Regions from separate parts of the Cyprinus carpio genome. Here region 2 is linked to region 1. The links are chromatin contacts, called in public Hi-C maps. All regions are on one chromosome and are shown on one strand. Each heading gives the region's core, a stretch centred on a gene start, on an enhancer-like site or on the middle of the called end of the contact. The rest is flanking DNA. Distances are from core to core; before and after follow the strand shown.

Evidence for each region. Hi-C and Micro-C count contacts between places; a contact is called where the count stands out from the background.
Region 2: a contact with region 1 is called in a Hi-C map of skeletal muscle, with 5 times the contacts expected there. The contact joins the enhancer-like site here to the promoter of LOC109089351 in region 1. A contact is called at or near these places in 2 of 8 Hi-C or Micro-C datasets (liver and skeletal muscle).

What each region holds. Positions count from the first base shown.
Region 1 is chrA3:29,158,283-29,162,670 of ASM1834038v1, reverse strand. It overlaps LOC109089351 (homeobox protein Hox-B5a), which reads right to left and starts at 1,793. Exons shown (of 2, transcript XM_019111710.2): 1 at 660-1,793; 2 at 1-45. The coding sequence starts at 1,239. The region is part of intron 1 of LOC109089343 (homeobox protein Hox-B3a-like); the gene reads right to left. The region is part of intron 3 of LOC122138032 (a long non-coding RNA gene); the gene reads left to right. It overlaps LOC109089353 (homeobox protein Hox-B6a), which reads right to left. Exons shown (of 2, transcript XM_042728519.1): 2 at 3,405-3,996. The coding sequence ends at 3,740.
Region 2 is chrA3:29,320,961-29,325,348 of ASM1834038v1, reverse strand. All of the region lies in intron 3 of LOC122138032 (a long non-coding RNA gene), which reads left to right. Among protein-coding and RNA genes, the nearest start is that of LOC122138032, 63 kb to the left of the region's middle. Within about 2 kb of position 1,893, at least 1 of the 8 cell types and tissues checked has an H3K27ac peak or open chromatin away from gene starts, as enhancers often do. A contact at or near this core is called in skeletal muscle, where this site is marked.

The DNA.
Region 1 (4,388 bases), core at 544-3,043:
GGGTATATGCAGTTCGGGCCCTTTTGCCGTCTGGTCCAGTCATATCTGAATAATGTGTACAAAACGCAAAGGGGAATAAAGATTAGCGAGAATTGACCTGCACATCATTCCAACAACAGTGTCCAACAACTTTTTGCTATAGATACACATGAGTGACACGATTTACAACTGAATGCGTACAGGGAAATCGCCAAATGGTGCACTGCACAGCGCCTCACTGTAGGCTCATGTCGTTTGTTTTTGTTTCGTTTTGCTTCTTAAAACTTAGTATTTTATAGATGTAATACAGCACCAAACATTCGTAATTATTATACATATTCATTTTTTCCGCTGCTTGTTTAGCCTATCCATCCCACTTTTATCCCCTGGTTTTTTTTTTAGAACCAGTTCTCCAACACGAAACTAATCACATTCCCACACACCATAAAGCTGAACTTTTCACAGAAACAACAAGTTGTGAACCTTCCTGCCCTCTCTTCCACCCCGCTCCCATTCTCTCTTCTACAGTTTGCGAGGCTCCACACTTGATAGATTTATGGCACTTTCACAGAAATCTAAAATAAAGGCTAGTACTGGCGCCACACTTGAATTAAAATCAGAACTGCACACAATACGCATTCGCAAGCGAACAAAGAGACGTAAACATAATACGTGTGTACCATGGCTAATATGTAGTTTCCTCATCCAGGGGAATATTTGGGGAGCTTGGCCATCGGACGTCGCAGAGGTAGTGGAGGTTGCCGTGGTCTCTTGCTTCTGTTGTGTCCGGGGTGCAGAGTTGTTCGCTCTGTGCGACGCCTCCTCGGTCTCAGAAGAAGCGCTGGCCTCGTCGATTTCTGTGAAATGTGTGTTGTTGGTTAGATTATTACCCGCAGTTGTGGTGCTTTGGTCGGAAGGGGGCGAAGAGCCTTTGGGTCCAAGGCTTTCGCTGTTGGAACAAGGCAGCGGCTCCGGAGACGCGAGCGAACAGCTTGACGGCTGCCGGAATCGCGTCTCCGGGGCTGGCGACTGGAAGACCCGGGAGTTGTCCCCAACCGCACCAAAGTGGCCAGTGCTGGTTGAACGATTGACGCTTAGGTCCATTCCATTGTAGTTGTAGCCGTAAGAGCCTGAATGCATGGTGCCGGAGTCCCTGTACGAGGCGTTCATAGCGCTGCTGCTAGTTCCATAATTTAGTAACTGATAGTCAGGGCCATTTGGGTAGCGCCCTGAGAACGAGTTTACAAAGTAAGAGCTCATTTAGGTTGTTTTAGAGGGCTTGATTTGTAGATCTTGGTCGTTATAACGCTGTGCTTCACGATTTATGATGTATTAATGAATTATAGCAATGCACTGTACTTCGTTTTTGCTATGTATGCGGCCAAATATGGGGGTGGGGGTGCGTTTGAGAATCACGTGCTTTTGTTGACCAGTCGTAAATTCTCACTGATGACTTCAAGAGGTAATTCATGCTCTATGGTTACAAATGATGACGAGACTGGGAGTCGTTAGACTCGAGTCAACGTGTTCCTCCCTTTGCAGGGATTTGCTGCATGTAAGCGGACAGCGTCACCTACTGGGAATGAAATTTATTGCACACTGGAAAGATATTTTCAGCGCTTAACGCTACTTATTTCTCTTTTAAATGGGAATAAAAATGATTTTCTTTTTAGTTTGTCGTGATATTAATATTGTTTAGTGTATTTATTGATCCTTAACGTACATGAACATTGCCCAGAATCTATAGGGAGTAGCATACTTGATATGCTAATATTAATATACAGTTAACTGCCACATTATTCCGGGTAAAACAAAAAAAGAAATAAAACGATTCTATTTTAAACATGTTAAGAATATATTTAGATTTAGTTATTGAAATTAAAACGGTTGTAATAGTGTGAAACCCTGCGGCTGTCTGGTAATTTAAAATCGTACCATATGTCAAGTTACAATAATGATAATAAAAATGTAGCACTGATGATGACATTGAGTACATGACATATATATATATATAAATACAATATTAATTCCAGTTTAAAGAGGGGAAATTAAAACAAATTATATTTCCGAAATATTCCATCATTAGTCTTACCCCAGATGTATTTTTTCAAACTCAAGAAGCGATGTGACTTTTTACTAGACGTGTTCCAAAGATGTGTTCCTCACACAGCAAATTCTATGGAGTGAATAAAAGGAATGTGAGATCGTGATTTATGTTCCAAGATGATATATGGTTTGTTGACAAACGCCAATTGCTGCTTCATGTATGTGCACGATGTAAATCTGTACTAAACTTCCATGCACTTTTGATTACGTTAAAGCCGGAAAAGGACCATTGAAATACCTCAGATAACATTTACACTGACATTTTAGCAATATTATTTTGCTCGGAAAAATGCAGAATTTAACAATAAGTAACATATTTACATTATTCTAGCCTGCCAAGAAGCATGAAGTCCATCCAATGTGTTCTGTGAACACATGCACAGATGTAAACTCTGCTTTTCATATGTAAATATAATTTAATGTGACGTTGTTTGTCTGCAGAAAACATCTGCATTATTGTTTTTTTTTTTTTTTTAAACTAAATCATGTGTCTGATTTTGGGGTTAATTTTTTTCGAAGACGCAATTATGAATCTCCACCTGAAAAATGTGGTTTATTGTCGCTTAGCCCTCCAGGCTGTGTAGTCTCTCAGGGTGAGTGACCAGCCCCGACAGGTCAGCTTTCTCTTTTGGTTATCTATTAAAACCTGCTGAACCTTCTCACCTCTCACTTTGTAGGAAGTATTTTGGAACCAAGTGGGCAACGTTTGGCCTCTTAGTACAAAAAGCGAAACCAAATCCCTAACTCAAACTTTTTTTGGGCTTTGTACCTTGTCTAATGAAATCAGCAGAACGCGTGACCACCATCTGTACTAAAACATCATATGCACATTCATTAATGAATCATAAATGTACATATTATCCGGCAGATACTGAAATTTCATACTAGTTACGCAGAAGGGTGCACGTTTATTGCGATGCCGTACAGACAAAAGTTACAGTAAAGGCTGAATTCTCATTACATCACCTACGATGAAAATGTTTAAACTAGTTTTCTTAACAATAATAATAATAATAATAATAATAATAATAATACAGGGAAAGCATAGCATACAGCTGTTTTACCACAACATGATTCTTCTTTTCATATTATCGGCCGTCATCATATGCACAGTATGACAAACGGAATGATTTGTTTGTTTTATTTAATAACAAATATATATATATATAGAGAGAGAGAGATATAGAGATAGAGAGATAGTGGGAGTTTTTTTGTTGTTTTTTTATTTTGTAGCTAGAATGTTTTTCTAGAATCTCTAACTGCTTTTCACCCAGACTCACTTTGAAAGTTTAACGTACAAAAAACATGAAAGATAGAAAAACGTTTTCCGTACAATGGGAATTTATTTTATTTTTACACAGCTTAAATATAAACACGAATATGACACAAATTTCAAATAGCTTCGTTCAACATGGACATTTCAGTCATAAGAGCAAATCTAAAGTCAGAGTAAGAGCACACTAAACCACTTGTTTTAAACGTCATGTACAAAAAGAAAGAAATCACAAAAGAAATTACAATTATGAGTTAACAGGAATGCTACAGTTGCTAACATGATGGAAAATCTTCATTTGTATTATTACAGAGTGGTGTCTGGTGCCCTCTATGCAATAGTTTTGTTTTGTTTTTTGGGGGGGGGTTATCGTTTAAAATTTCATTCTGTCCTCTTCTCCTCGTCCTCTTCGCCACTGGTTTGTGAACAGTTGATCAATTTGTTCTCTTTTTTCCATTTCATTCGCCGGTTTTGGAACCAAATCTTTATCTGACGTTCTGTCAGGCACAGTGCGTGCGCAATCTCGATGCGGCGTCTTCGGGTCAGATACCTGTTAAAGTGGAACTCTTTCTCCAATTCTAACGTCTGGTAGCGAGTGTACGTCTGACGACCCCTTCGGCCAGCGTTACCGAAGGTCCCTGTCCATGGAATAGAAGAAAAAAAGTCAAACATTAACACCGAGAGCGTGATTTGTGATATTATTACAATGATAAATGTGTCCGGAGAAGAAAACTCGGGGGTGACATAATGACAAGAAACACTCGAGACGGTGTGAAATTTATGCACCTACAATTCAGTCCACAATATCACAGGTTTTTGCTATTTTGTATTTTTACCATATTTAAATATGTTTATTATGGCAATTTTTATTTATATGGTCCTAATTTAAACCCACGTGCAAACCCAAAAATGCAGAGGAAATGTGTTTCTCCTTATTTTCGTTACATGTATAAACAAAAGATACGGTCTATTTATATGCTTCATATCAAACTTTATATCTGAACATAGACGCAACGCGTCCAGTAATAGG
Region 2 (4,388 bases), core at 644-3,143, 160 kb before region 1:
GAATGATAAATGTCATAAAATCATATGATCATATTTATAGCCTATTATTTATACATTTGGATATTACTATTTGTTTTTATAAATGTATAAATAATATATGATTATAAAATAGAAAATCCATATATTATTCATCATAAATTCTAAACTTTTATTATGATATTATTATGTATCATATCTCATATAAATGTGTGTATGTAGATATAAAAAAATATATAGTATTAATTTATTTGTGCGTTAACACAAACGGTTAAGTACGAAAAAGTGAAAAACGTGGATATACTGTATATCGTCTAGTGAACACTCTCTTGTGCATGATACACATTTGCAGCACTGTCTGTTCCTGAGGTCTGGAATATGTGTTTACATTAGTGAGAATCCACCCTAATGGGCCATCCATACCTTAAATGTGTTCTCAGTTGAAGATTGTTGCTCTCCGTGGTACCATGCATCAAGCTAACCCAGTAAAATACTGTCAATCATTGAGCCGAGCTCTTATCAGCTCTAATGCCATTCAGAGAAGCAATGTGCACTGAATGTCCACGGCTGTCTGAATATCAGCACACTGTAGTCCGAGTCACACGGGCTGAAGCTTTCCAAACACTTCACAAAAGGGAGCAGGCCATATATCTTTGATTCATTTCGGCTTTCAGCTGGCTCGAGAAAGTTGTACCCCAGAAATTAAGCCAAAGGTAATCTCAGATCTCAAAGAAGACTCAGTTCTTTGTGGAATAGGAGCATTTATTAGCTTTTAGGAGGCTTTTCAGTAACATTTGGTTTATACAAAGGGAATGTAGTCTTTGTCGGCAGAATATTTTACCGTTCATTGATGTTGCTAATACCAGTTAAGTTGGAGGAAAAAGATCTATCACTTGCCCATACCTGCCTGGAGTCGGAGGATACCTGAAATTCAGCTTTCTTTTTCATTGTCAACATTATAAATCACAAGACTGTTTGAGTTCTGCATTATTGAACTTGTGAAAGAACAAGCACCATACACGGTGACTTACAGAGATGTTTATATATAAACATTAAAGAGAGATGTGTTTTAAAACGATGGTCGGCGTCTTTGATTACTTTGTCTTCTTTAAACTTTACACAAAAAGAGTAAAAAAAGAATTACAAGCTGAGTAGGTTATAACACAAGTAAATTACTATAGTAACACATACTTTTTGGGGAAACAATTTTAATTTTAATTTCCACTTTTAATATCATGTTGTTGTTATTGTTATTTATTAATTAATTTATTTTAATAATTTTATTATTATTTTAATTTATTAAAAACATTGTGAAACCATATCATTTGAATGAGTCTGTATGTATGAGGCCAAAACACAAAAAATATTTACATAATGAAATTAAGTATCTTTTACATGAATTAACTGACTTAAAAAAAAAATTAAAAAAAAAAAATTCTACAGATAGGGAAATATTTTTGACTTTTGTTGTCTCATATTAACTGACATCAGTGGTGAAAGTTAAAGAGTAAAATCTGAATACATATAAAATTAAAAACGTAAATGAGTAAAAAGCAGCCTTCCATAATTCATAATGCAATGTGTAGATTTGTAGCAATATTAATTATGACTTATGAGACATAATTTGAGGACACATGGGCTTCACTAATCAGCAGGCCATAAAACCCAAACCTTAAATGAGAGAGGATCAGCAAAGATTTCCTGTGTCAAGAAACAAACTACACATTGCTACTCATAAATGATCTCCCTCACCAACAGGATTATATCGTCGTATTGAATAAACAGACCTCACCGATTATAAAGTAGGCTAAAGCTGAATCAGACCGACTTGTGCTGATTTTAAGTTGTTGATGTCCGTTTCAAGGCGAGCTGTATGGATGACGGACCACACTTACCAAACGAAAAAAGCACTTTGCTCCTGCGGTGGAACGCGTACAGGGCGACCGATTCATTCACTCTTCTTTTTACACCCGCTTTCAGAAGGCTGGAGGGCGCGCGCATCAGACTCGAGGCGCGCAGAAAGTTTTTCAGCAGTCGCTCGACGGCAGCGGGTGTTATTCACTTTCTCGGTAAGGAGGAAAAAAGTCCTTGACATCAAGTCCCCATTCGCGGTCTCTCAGCGCCCCTCTCGAGCCCCCCTCCTCACGGAAATCACGACTTCACATCAGCTGTCCTGCCTTCGGTTGGTTCCCCGTTTCTGTTTTTGTTGGACACTCTCAGATCAGCAGGTTTAGGACATTTACTGATTTTGTACAATTACTTTTCTGTTCATTTCTTTTTTCTCTTTTTATGTTAAAAGAGAAGTAGTCATCGACAAACACTGCATTGATAAATATAGTTGTATTAATTTTGCACAGTATTTGTTAGCTACTGTTCTTGATTTCCACTGATGCCGTTTTAGTAGCCTATTTTTCATAACGTAGTTGACAAGTGCAAGCTTTTTAGAAAAACAGTCTTTATATTGACAGTGAACACCTTTTTGAAAACATGACTATTTGTTTTAAAACAAAAAGAAAAGAAATGAATAAAAGAAAAGAAAAGTAAAGTAAAGTAAAGAAAAACTCTTTAAAACGTTTAGTGTTGTAAACCTTTAAAAATTATTTTTTCTTATGCCACTTGTTTAGTTCGATCTGGACAAAACGTGCAGTTTCACAAAAAGGTCAAAATATTTGCTTAAAGTCACGAGGGTCTGAAGGTGTCGTCCCTGTTTTTTTTTTTTTTTTCGTCACATGACAACAAAATGGCTCCCTTTACTCTAGTGACTTTGATTTGATGGGGAACCGTTTTCTAATATATATATATATATATATATATATATATATATATATATATATATATATATATATATATATATATATATATATATATATATATATAAGATCCACTGGTAATTTTTTGAAAAATAATAATTATACTAATAGATTGTCAAACTATTTATGCTGACTTTTCTCTAGGAATGTTATGTTTTTTTATGTTTTCTTTTTATACAGTCTGTTTAGAATTACAGCACATATATATTTTTTACTTTAAGCCCAACTAAAAATCTATTTTTAATGAAAAATTAAACATAATTTTGTTATCATAAATGTGTATTTTTTAACTGTGAATTATGCCTACTGCTTACTCGATTGATCCGATATACAAGAATTTACTTGTTTTGAGAAAATAAAACAGATAATGAATAATAAAAAGCATTTTGCTGCTTTTAGCAGATATTTGATCAGAAGAGACAGACCTTGAATCAATTCTCATTTAGAAAGATATGTAAATACAATTCAGGATCATTTCGGAAAATTGTTTTTTATCATCCTGCGTGACTTTGAAACGACGTCAAACAAGCAATAATGGTATTTATATTTGCGAGTGAATTTAAATGAACATTCACGTCAGTTGGGAGAAGGACAAGTGTAAATCCTAGCCTCATTTCAACAAAAAATCCCGTGCTGTAAGTGCTTTGTCTGACAATAATTGAACGTTATGCACTCTCTATCGCCGTTTGGGCAATAATTAGCCAGTCTTTTAGTTTTATGAGACACACGTTTAAAGATAATTCCCACTATAAAGTAGACTGATCGGTTTTTATATCGTTTTGCGCTTCTGTTATGCTTGATTTTTCACTTTTTAAATAGTAAGGGTAAATACTTAAAATGATATCTCTCCTGTATGATAACACTAAGTGAGACGTAGCAGTGATGGATAAGCAATTAGGCCTAACTAAAGGCTTCAGAAATAAAGTTTTGGCTTCACTTTAGGCCTAGATCTATCTCCGCAGTGTCAATGTGTCTTAATGAACGCGTAAAATTATAACGTGATTTTGCACTTTGCAGATTGGTGTCACTCATACAGACTCACCAAATTGTTTTTTTTCCCTCATCAACGTAAACGTTTTTACATTTATCTGGCTTTTATCTTTACTTTTATCTATCTGGTTTTATGCTGTTTAACGATTTTATTTGTGTGGCCTATTTATTTATTATAGGCTATAGGCAATCTAAACGTATTACACACAAATTTAAAATAGGCTACGCTACAGTAAAGTCACCAAAATAATTAAACCATTAAATAATAATAATAAAAGATTTAGAGACACGTATTTATTTGCATTCACAGTTTGCTGTCGTATCCACATAAGCCTATAAACGACGCGGATTATATTTTTAATATAGGAGCATCCATTACGTCGAGCTCATGATCTATAAATCTGCAATAGTTGGAGCTCCGCAGTCATTTAAAATAAAACATCAAAAAGTTCTCTGGGCTTCAAGGCCTTTTTTTACAGTATGTAAACCGCACATAAATTAATGAGAATTTACAACGACTTAAGTCTTAAGAGGAAAAGTTTTGTCGTCGTCGCTGACTGTAATTTATAGTGAAGGTGAGAAGATATCGCGAGGAACTGAGTGATCAAACAC